Linked DNA regions of Triticum aestivum: region 1 is linked to region 2. The links are chromatin contacts, called in public Hi-C maps. All regions are on one chromosome and are shown on one strand. Each heading gives the region's core, a stretch centred on a gene start, on an enhancer-like site or on the middle of the called end of the contact. The rest is flanking DNA. Distances are from core to core; before and after follow the strand shown. Region 1 holds the start of LOC123089945 (7-methyl-GTP pyrophosphatase). Region 2 holds the start of LOC123090927.

Region 1 (5,184 bases), core at 2,232-4,731, 250 kb after region 2:
TCAGTTGATTTCCAATGGCAGAAAGTCCAAAAAAATTATCCCAGCCATCAACGTGGACGGACACGTCATTGCGGATCAGCAGGGCAAGGAGCATGCTTTCTTCGATGCCTATAGAGATCTTCTAGGCAGATCAACAGCTCCGGCACATACGGTTGATCTGGAACTTGTTGGTGTATCTCGATCTCTCGGGTCGGGATCTTATCTTCTATGAGGAAGAAATTTGGAAAGTAATCAAAGACACGCCTTCAGATAGGGCCCCGTGACCGGACAACTTTATTGGAATCTTCTTCCAAAAAGGTTGGGATATTGTCAAGGGTGACGTGATTGCTGCCATCCACAAACTATTCCTCAACAATGGTAGAGGCTTTGGTAGATTAAATCAGGCCCTGATCACACTGTTACCTAAGAAACCGGATGCATGCCATATCAAGGATTTTAGGCCAATCAGCCTGGTTCATAGTGTGCCCAAGATTGCCTCCGAATTACTTGCATCCAGACTGAGTATACGCATGGCAGAGCTGGTGAATGTCAATTAGTCAGCTTTTATCAAGGGAAGAAGCATCCATGACAATTTTTTGCTAGTAAGGCAAATGGCCCGTAAGCTGCATTAGAGGAAAACTAAAGGAGTCTTGCTGAAACTTGACATATCAAGGGCTTTTGATCCTCTATCCTGGCCATTTCTGTTCGAGGTTCTCCGTGCCAAAGGATTCTCTGAAAGCTGGATCTCTTGGATCGCAATTCTGCTTACCTCGGCCAGCTCCAGAGTGGTAGTCAATGGTTGTGCGGGAGAGAAATTTATGCACGCGCAAGGGCTTTGTCAAGGAGAGTCCCTCTCTCTCCTCTCCTCTTCGTCATTGCTATGGATGTGCTTACTGAGATGATTGTCAAAGCTCAAGAGCTGCAAGTTCTTAGCAGGATGCCAGACTGCACGCCTATGCAGCGGCTGTCATTATACGCAGATGACATTGTTCTGTTCATCAGGCCGACACGGTCGAATATGCTATTTGTGAAGGAAACTCTTGGTATCTTTGGAGAGGCATCTGGACTGGTGATGAACTACACTAAGTCCTCGGCTATCATGATTAGAGCCACAGAGGAAGAGCAGGAGTTGATGAAAGAGGTGTTGCCATGGAAGATGGAGACGTTTCCGATCAAGTATTTAGGCATGTAGTTGGGTTTCAAGCAACTCAAGAGGTCAGATTGGCAACCGACTGTGGATGCAATGCTCAAGCTGATGCTGGGATGGCAAAGAGGACTGATCACCAGGCCCGGGCGACTAATTCTTATCAATCACGTTGTTCAGGTGCGACCCGCCCACCATTTGATCATGGCGGATGCATCCAAGTGGGCCTTAGAGAAGATTGGCAAAGGATGCAAAAAGTTCTTCTAGGCTGGGACGGAAGAGCTACATGGCGGAAAATGTCTGGTCGCTTGGCAGCGTGTGTGCAGGCCAAAATATTTATGAGGATTAGGCGTTTTGAACCTATACAAGCAAGGGACTGCGCTCCGCCTTCACTGGGAGTGGCCCAAGCGCATGGATGACCTCCGACCATGGCAAGGATTGAGCCTTACGACAGATAAACAGGTGGCCTTAGCATTTAACAGCATGGTCAAATGGGAGCTAGGTAATGGGAGACGAGTGCTGTTCTGGAAGGACAGATGGATTAATGGAAGTTATGTCGCTGAGATAGCACCGATGGTATGGGCCATGATCAAGACCCAAGTGGTGAATAGGAGAACGGTTAAGGATGCTCTGCGCCTTCATTCATGGACTTCAGACATTGTTGGGGAAATGAACACTGATGGCCTGATGCAATTCTTCCGGCTCTGGGAACTGATCATAGGAATGAGCCTTGTTCCTGAGACTGAGGACAAACCCATTTGGTAGTGGAACTCCAGTGGGATTTACTCGGCCCGCTCCGCGTATAAGATGCTCTGTGAGGGTGGCATTCAGTTTCAATGTTCCTCGGCAATTTGAGGATGTTGGGCGCCTCTAACCTGTAAGGTCTTCATATGGTTAGCGTTGCAATATCGCCTTTGGACATCAGATAGAAGGCACCGACATGGCCTTCAAATCAGAGCTCGCCGTGTTTCCTTTGCGACCAAGAAGAGGACACGGTGGACCACATCCTGTTGCAGTGCGTTTACGCTCGCCAAGTCTGGTTCTTGTGCTTTAGGCGTTTAGGTATCGATCTTTATATTCTGCCAACGGTGCAAGATTGGCTGAAAGCATGGTGGTCGGATTCAAGGCACCGCAAAGGTTACACTCGCTTGTCATCTTGATATGCTGGAACCTTTGGAAGCAAAGAAATGGCAGAGTATTCTGGCGCACAAACAATGCCAATGAATGGGGATACGCGGACATTATCACACATTGCATGTAAATATTACTTAGGATACAGTTACTTGGTTGATGATGACGTTGATACTAATTAGTGAAGGATGTTAAACATGTTTAGTGCTAAACATATTTAAGCTAAACACCGAAGTGACATACACCGTTAGGTTGAACGCGTGATATTTGTTGGATCTCTACAACTCGCTTTTTTTATATTGATATAGATGATATAGATGTCGCACCATTTTTTTTCTAAAAAAACAATTTAATAGTATATGAGCCTCCGCTTTATGCTCCATATTTTTTTGAACATCAATACAGACACAAGCGCTCATATACATGCGCAAACACTCACCCCTATGAACGCACACACGCACACCCTACCTTTATGAGCACCTCCGAAAGACTGAGCCGCATATCATCTTGAAATTTACGAAGTCACCGTAGGCACCTCGTCGTCGATTGGAACGTCTCCTCCCACTGAATGCGCATCGCCGGAAATCCTGAAATAAATCCAGGAATAAATGCGAGCACCAGGATTTGAACTCTAGTGGGCTGGGGATACCACAGTCCCTCTAACCATCCAACCACAGGTTGGTTCGCATGCTCCACATTTTTTGAAGGATACGCTTTAGTAAAAAAAATAGTTAGAAGGTAGACAATATTCTATATTTCGTTACAATGTGTTAAAAAAACATTTCATTACAAAAGGGAATAATCAATGGAATACAAATATGACTCTTGTCAGCGCTCGTTTGACAGGTAAATCTTTTCCTTTTGCTGGGATTTGACAGGTAACTCAACTAAATAGATTAAGTGTTGTTTGTTATATACTCGCAAAAATGATCAGCAAACTTTTATTACTCCCTTCATTTTTAATTACTCCGCATATTAGCTTTTCCTAAAGTCAAACTTTACAAACTTCGATCAATTTTATGGAGAAAATATGAACATGTACAATGCCAAATCGGTACCATTAAATTCATCATTGAATATATTTTCACATCATTAGAATTTTTATTGTAATTTTTCATATTATTTTCTATGATAAAATTTGATTTCAGTCAAAAGTAATATGCGGACAAATAAAAAGGAAGGGAGCACAGGATAACGTTCCAGGAAAAGTCTCATGCCGCACTCCACTCCACACAGCCGCGTACAATGGTCAACCGTCAAAAGCACTAAATAAATTAGTACCGATGATCAACCCTTAATCCCCCTTTGTTATAATTATCAAGTAGTAGTACTTCCAACTCTAATCAGCTAGGCTTGGATACTTGGAATCCAAGGAAGCAGCAGGATTATTTAACAGCCTCGGATCAGAGCCTCCGCACGGTTCAGAATCCTCAGCTGAGCCCCGCAAGAGAAGAGCCAGACATGGCTTCCAGCTCCAACAACTCCCCATCATTCAAGGTATACATTAATACATAAGTATCTCGTAGTATCATTTATCAACCTACGATCTCTTCCAGTATTTGCAAAGGAGAATCCGTCGATTATTGGCCGCGCTTCATCTCTTCTGAGCCACTTGCTTTTTCATGGGATTTCTTCAAGATCATACTCGGGTCGTCGTCTCCGGCACGCCGCGCGATCTTGTCGAATATGGGATACCAGTTCACCACCAAGGTCGAGTACCCTCCACTTGCCGATCAAGCTTTTAGATCCACCTCATCCTGATCTTGACCTGCTTGCTGATGGAGTGGGTATTTGGTGTGTGTGTGCTGCCAGAGCGCTGACATCGACGAGAGGGCCATCAGGAGGGAGAAGCCGGAGGAGCTGGTCAAGGCCTTAGCCAAAGCCAAGGTACCAACTAGCTGCTGCAGCTCAGAAGAGAATGACTTGATGCTTCTAGTAGTTTGCTTTGAACCGTGTGACACAATCCTGGGTTGTTCTTGGCATGTAGGCCGACGCCATTAAACTGAATCTTGTTGAGGGCTGCGGTGATGGGGACTTCAGAGATCGGCCTACCCTTCTGATCACTTCAGACCAGGTACATATGGACACCAACCAACTCAGATCAATTCAGGCATAAACCGTAGCTGCCGGAGCTTGACTTGTAGTAGTATATCCGTGCGCGCCGTGATTGATTGTTCGATCGATTTTCCGGCAAGGGGGCGATCAGGGAGAGGCCGAGGAGCACGGAAGAAGCCAGAGAATTCATCAGGGGTAAGTAACCATTTCGCCTTCTCGTGGTTGCGCGAAGAACACGGTGGCTAATCAGCGAGACGTTCCGTGCCTGGTGCTGTGGCAGGGTACTCGGGTGATCGAGCGTTTGCGGTGAACTATGTTCTGGTGACCAACCTGAGCACCGGAGGCACAAAGGGGGGCTGGGATATACCCGAGGTACTACCAGATTAACTTATACTCGCTGCTTTCATCCCTCGGGAAAAATAGACTGAACCTACAATGATTTGGTCATGCATTCCCATCCGCAGATCTGTTTCCACCACATACCGCACGAGTTCATCGAGGAAATCGTAAGTAACCTTTCCATCTACAGCCTAGGAGATTACGACCAAAAAATTAAAAATTGTATCCCTGTGTCAAGATGTTATGCACTACTTCTGTACCCAAAATGGCTGGGAAAACAGTAGGTGAATAAGAAGACTGCATCCTTTTCCTGGCCTGTGTTGCAGGTGAAGGAGCGAGACATGACCTGCGTGGCCGGGGCGCTCAAGCTGACGCATCCATCGGTGCTGCCCTTCATCAAGGAACTAGTGAGCAGATTCACCTATATTCAGCCTACAGCTCCTGCTTTGAAAACAGTGGACAGACTGCAAGCAAATCAATTAAACCGTTCTGATTCCGTTTGCCATTTTGATGTGTACGTCCCCTTGTTTGCGCAG
Region 2 (5,113 bases), core at 2,461-4,960:
CCTTGAAGGCGATCGGTGGTCCAAACTCTGCATCGAAGTGGAGTCAGAAAAAAAACACTTCTTGTGGGTCTGTTGTCCTAAGCGTAGAGGAACCACGCCAATACATCCCGAATTTGGTGGTTAAACTCTACTGTGGTGACGATACTGTAGGGGAGGGGGCAGTTGCTCCACGATTAGATGAGGTTGTGGAGTAGTGTCCGCTTGCTGAGATTCAAGTGATGTTGTCGACTAATTTGTAGACATTTGAAAAGTAGATGAGTGGTTGTTTCTACCACTCCTATAGAGCTGACAAATGCCATAATTTCGCCAACCATTTCTTTTAATGCGACCGCTGGTCCAAAACTCTGTAATCGAAGTTGAGTCATAGAAAAAAAATCTGTTGAGGGGGAGGGGGAGGGGTTTCATGACCGTGGAAACATTCCCTTCAAATTGTGCATGATAACACGAGTCCAAAGTGAGCTTGCAACTGATGTCGTTGACTATTTGTGTTGTTCGCCCCCCCCCCCCCCCCCCCCCCCCCCCCCCCCCCCCCCCGGCGGCCGTGAAGCATCATCCAAAGGGAGAAGAATTACACCAGGCAAACCATGTTGATTCCCATACAAGTGTTAATGCTGCTAATAAAAAAATTGTCCATATGGCACCCTCTTAACATTATCATTTGTCTCCTTAGAGATAGCAAAATGGTTAGGGGGTATGTATCCAAGCGCTTGCTTGTCTTTCCATTCTAACCATGACCATCTAAGACGCGAAGCCGTCAAAAATTTCTCAAGACGGAGCATACCCAATCCTGCAAGGCGTGTGGGACGACACAAGAGCTCCAAGTTAATCTTATGTTGCTTGACAAGCACTTTGTTTCGTCCCCGCCGAAAGAAAAGTTCCCAACAACTTCACAATAACTTGAAGGGTGTTGCGCGACAAGGCAATGAGCTCCCCAAATCCATGAAGAATGACGGCAAGATTGTTGTCATGAAGATCTGTTGATTTGTGGACAAAAACTTCACAATAACTTGAGCAAATACCCCAATCTCAATGAATCGAAAGCTTTTCAAATGTCAAGTTGGAATAAAAGAGCCAGAGTTCTAGTGGGTTGCAGTTTTCTTGCCAAATTCCCAATATATAGATCCTCATGAATGCGTCTGTACTTGATGAAGGCGCTCGGACATTTGGAGATGAGCTGACACATGAAAAGTGGATTAGTCAGTAGTCATAGAACTCAACTCCTCTCACATTTCCTTCTCTAATACAGTACTACTAAGACGTTTTTGCAGTTCAATTTAAACTGCAAAAAACATCTTATTTTTTGATATGGAGGGAGTAGTAAAAAGTGGAGTGTGCTTCCATTGAAAACTTTGGAAAGGTAATTTCGTCCATAGCACTACAGTTGCCTAAAACGACACTGCTGCCCGCCAAAGTATTTGCCAAAATGAGAGAACGGAACAGTCGCCATGTCATTTTAAAACTTTTTCAGACAATATTCTGGACTTGCTTATTGGGCGGAGGCACTTCTATACCACAACGCTTAACTGCTCAAGTTAATTTGAAACATAGAAGGAGAGTGTGATGAATGGCTACCAAATCATTTGCTTCCTCAAAACGGTGTACAGTAAATCTTTGCGTCCAAGGCTTCACAACACGCAGCCACTGAAGTGCTGAAATAGAGCAACACGGAAGATCAACAGGAAGTAGGTAGCATCAAGAAGAACCAGAACAAGACCAGATCGCATTGCACAGAGAACTTGATGACCAAGTGATCTTGCATTCCATTCGAGAAACACAGATGATGGCAAAACAGATGTCACCAAAACGCACCGCAAATGACGGCGGCGCCAACCGGATTAAGATCCACAGCCAGAACGGGTCTTTTACAATGCGAAATCGCTCAGGCAAACCATGCCCCAACTAGTCGAACACAAGGACAAAGCGAAAAGAAAAACTCCAGGCTGATAAGACCTCGCAACTCTCAGTGAATGAAGCTTCAGGTTGGTTCATGGAAGACGATCACGAGCTCAGGACAAGCCTTCACTGAGTCTCAGCTGCCGCCGGTGCCCCTTCTGGCTTCGCCCCCGGGGTCTCCTCCTTGGCCTCAGGCTCCACCTTCTGCCTGCCAAACACCTGCCACGCATCACAAAGCAGCCACGGGTTAGCCCTCGGATTCAACCAGACGCATCAGCGAACAGTAGCAGATTGGCCATCAGATTTCAGATTCCATCATAATACTACTACTATTCAGATGCATCAGTACATAGCAGCAGATAGGCTATTGGAATTGGGAAATTTAGAACAGAATCCATAACTGAAGCCTATCTGAATTCTGAATTAACAGAACAAATACAGAAGCACAGCAAGAAACTACAATGGGTGGCATGATTAGTAACCAGAGCAAATCATATGCAGCAGCAGAGCCGCTATAAGAACAGAATCCAACAACAAATGACTGAAGTCTGAACGGATCCTTATCATTTAGAACAAGATTACTAATACAACACATAGCATCAGAGCACGAAATGTCGGTTACTGTAACAAGTAGTACAGCAAGCTCAAGAGATCACAAGCATTTGACGGCAAAAAGGGCAGAGGATTCCAAGAATAAATTTCTGAACACAGGACGAAATGTTGCAAAAGATAATCTCCAGCAAAACTGAAAATAAATCTACATGGACAGAGACTGACTAATGCTTACAGAGGCAGCAACTGGCAAGGTTACCCCAACTTTGACAGCAAGAATCAGGAAATCCGGATGCCTGTACAGGTTAATCGCCACCTATATATATATATCGCACAATGAATTGTCCGTAAGCATAACAATCTTAGGAAAAGAAATCTCCAAATGCGTGAGGGAAAAAGTAAGTGTCCAAGGATCTACGAATCGCCACTTCATCCACACTGCACTATCATCACATTCACATGGTTGTTTTCACCACACAGCCTCAAAATCAGGCGAGCGGAAGCACACCTACCTAAAACATTTATCCAGATGCTTCTCCGTGCAGGACAAGAGGTGCAAAAAAGATCTCGCGAAAATCGCTGCTACAACAACAACAAACAACAACAAAAGGAAAAGAAAACAGGACGATTCCTACAAGAACATGCATTCCGATCCGAGGAACAAAAGGGGGAAACGAAGTGGCAACATTTCGTAACAGCACGCGACGAATAATTCCGAAATTAAACGGCTAGGAACTACACATGTGACGAAATCCGCAAGACGCACGATCTAGCGAGCAAAGGCACAGGACACGTACGGGCCAAGATCGAACAGCAGCAAGCAAACATGGAAGCAGAACAAGGCAAAGCAGGAGCGCGTGCGTACAGAACGGGGAGGAGGGGGAGGGGAAGGAGGAGGCGTTACCGAGCTGGTCTTGTTGGAGATGTAGTCGCCGGCGGCGCGGAACCGGTTCTTGATGCAGTCCCAGTGCGTGTCGGCGCTGGTGTCCTTGAGCTGCTTGAAGTAGTCCTTGGTGGTCTCCAGGATGCCGGTGTCCTCGCCCGCCGGCTTCTTGAAGCACACCGGCGCCGCCGCCTGCTTGGTCCCCTCCTCCGGCTTCTTCCCGCCGTCGCCCACCTCCACCTTCTCCATCCTCTCCCCGCTCTCCTTACTCTCCATCACCGACGGCCGAACCCCCTCGCCTCGCCTCGCCTACCTACTACACTACGAACCAACCAACCAACCAACCCAGCCAGCCGAGAGAGGAGAAAGCTTTTCGTGCTCCGGGCAATGGTGGCGCTGGGCTCGCTTTATAGCTCAGCCGGACGCTGGCTTGGCATTCACGAAAGAAAGCCGCGGAGGGACGGCACGGCGCAGCTTCTCTGACAGGCGGGCCCGCCGCCCTCCCTCTCTCACTGACGTGCGGGGCCCATGGTTTCCCGTTTCGGCGGCCGCGCGCCCTCGCGCCGTCGCGCGTTAGGCTGACGGGTGGGCCAGCGCCGGCGCCTTCGGGGTTTTGTCAGGGTTTTCCCGTTGCTTCTTGCGCGAGAAGCCGAGAAGACGAGCGTTTCATTTCCTTGGGCAAGAGAATCTCGGAAAGGCCTCGCTGACGCGTGGGCCCGGGATGCTGGCTTTTGCAGGCTCCTGCTGAGGCGGTTGCGGGTGGGCCCGGGCGGGCAGTGCAGCGCTCGTGATCGACGAGCAGAGTTTGCGACAGGGTTCACGCGAGGAAGGCTGCTACTGAGCCGATGACAGGGCGGGCCCAGCGTACGAACTCGTGGAGTAAGAGTAACACACAGGGGTAGTAGCAGGCGGAGAAGGGAGGGAGATGTGATCGCGTGACCCGGTCGTAGGGGTCAAGATGTGTGGGCCAGCTAAAGGCTGCAGCTGCGAACAGGGTGGCAGCGCAGCGCAGCGCAGGGTTGTACGTACCGCCTGCCCTGCCGTGCGCGGCGCGGTTTGGAGCGTCCGATCTTGCGCCGAGCGCTCGGATCGAACGGAAGTTTCTAGCGACTCGGTTTTGAGGAGCAGCACGGCAATCTTTCTGGGTAGAAGATGCTCTGGTTTGCGCTCCGGATTCGGCGATCGCGTTTTTGAAATTTGAATCGGCAAACGTGACGGGCATCTCTATCTCATCTATCTTCCTCACCGGAAACGTGATGGCACATTGCTACCTACTTACCTCCATCCTTCTATATACGTAAGTACTTCAAAACAAACTTTCAATCCATTCATCGTATGTGATGGCAAGAATAATAGAAATAATAAGGATTGAGGAAAGAAGGGAAACTGCACAACTGAACGGTTAACCACTCGCCATGCCTGCTCTGGCGATTCCACTCGCCACGGCCACATCCACCTACCACCGTCACCACCGCTGCCGCCGGGCACCCCCGCACCTGCCACCGCCGCCACGCACACGCCTACCGCTGCTCCTCACCACCGCGGCACGCACGCCTGCCGCCGCCCCCATATCCCCAGTGACATCTCCCCGCAAAGCCGCGAATGAAGAGACGCCTCAGATTCTCAGATCTGAGCGTCCTCGCGTGCGATGGGAGGATCTCAGCAGAGGAGAAGGAGATGGAGGAGAGCCACCGCGTGCGGATGGAGAGAACGATGCGAAGGCCAGGGCGTGGAGACACCCCGAAGAAGTTGGTGACGCGGATCTGCGTCGAGGCGACAGAGGAA

What was found. Hi-C and Micro-C count contacts between places; a contact is called where the count stands out from the background.
Region 1: a contact with region 2 is called in a Hi-C map of leaf, with 7 times the contacts expected there. The contact joins the promoter of LOC123089945 here to the promoter of LOC123090927 in region 2. A contact is called at or near these places in 4 of 5 Hi-C or Micro-C datasets (leaf and root).

Annotation. Positions count from the first base shown.
Region 1 is chr4B:48,382,764-48,387,947 of IWGSC CS RefSeq v2.1, forward strand. LOC123089945 (7-methyl-GTP pyrophosphatase) reads left to right here and starts at 3,482. Exons shown (of 10, transcript XM_044511474.1): 1 at 3,482-3,751; 2 at 3,893-3,964; 3 at 4,067-4,141; 4 at 4,242-4,328; 5 at 4,450-4,504; 6 at 4,590-4,681; 7 at 4,774-4,815; 8 at 4,975-5,055. The coding sequence starts at 3,716.
Region 2 is chr4B:48,135,516-48,140,628 of IWGSC CS RefSeq v2.1, forward strand. LOC123090927 reads right to left here and starts at 3,711. Exons shown (of 2, transcript XM_044512282.1): 1 at 3,350-3,711; 2 at 1,796-2,112. The coding sequence starts at 3,604. The coding sequence ends at 2,020.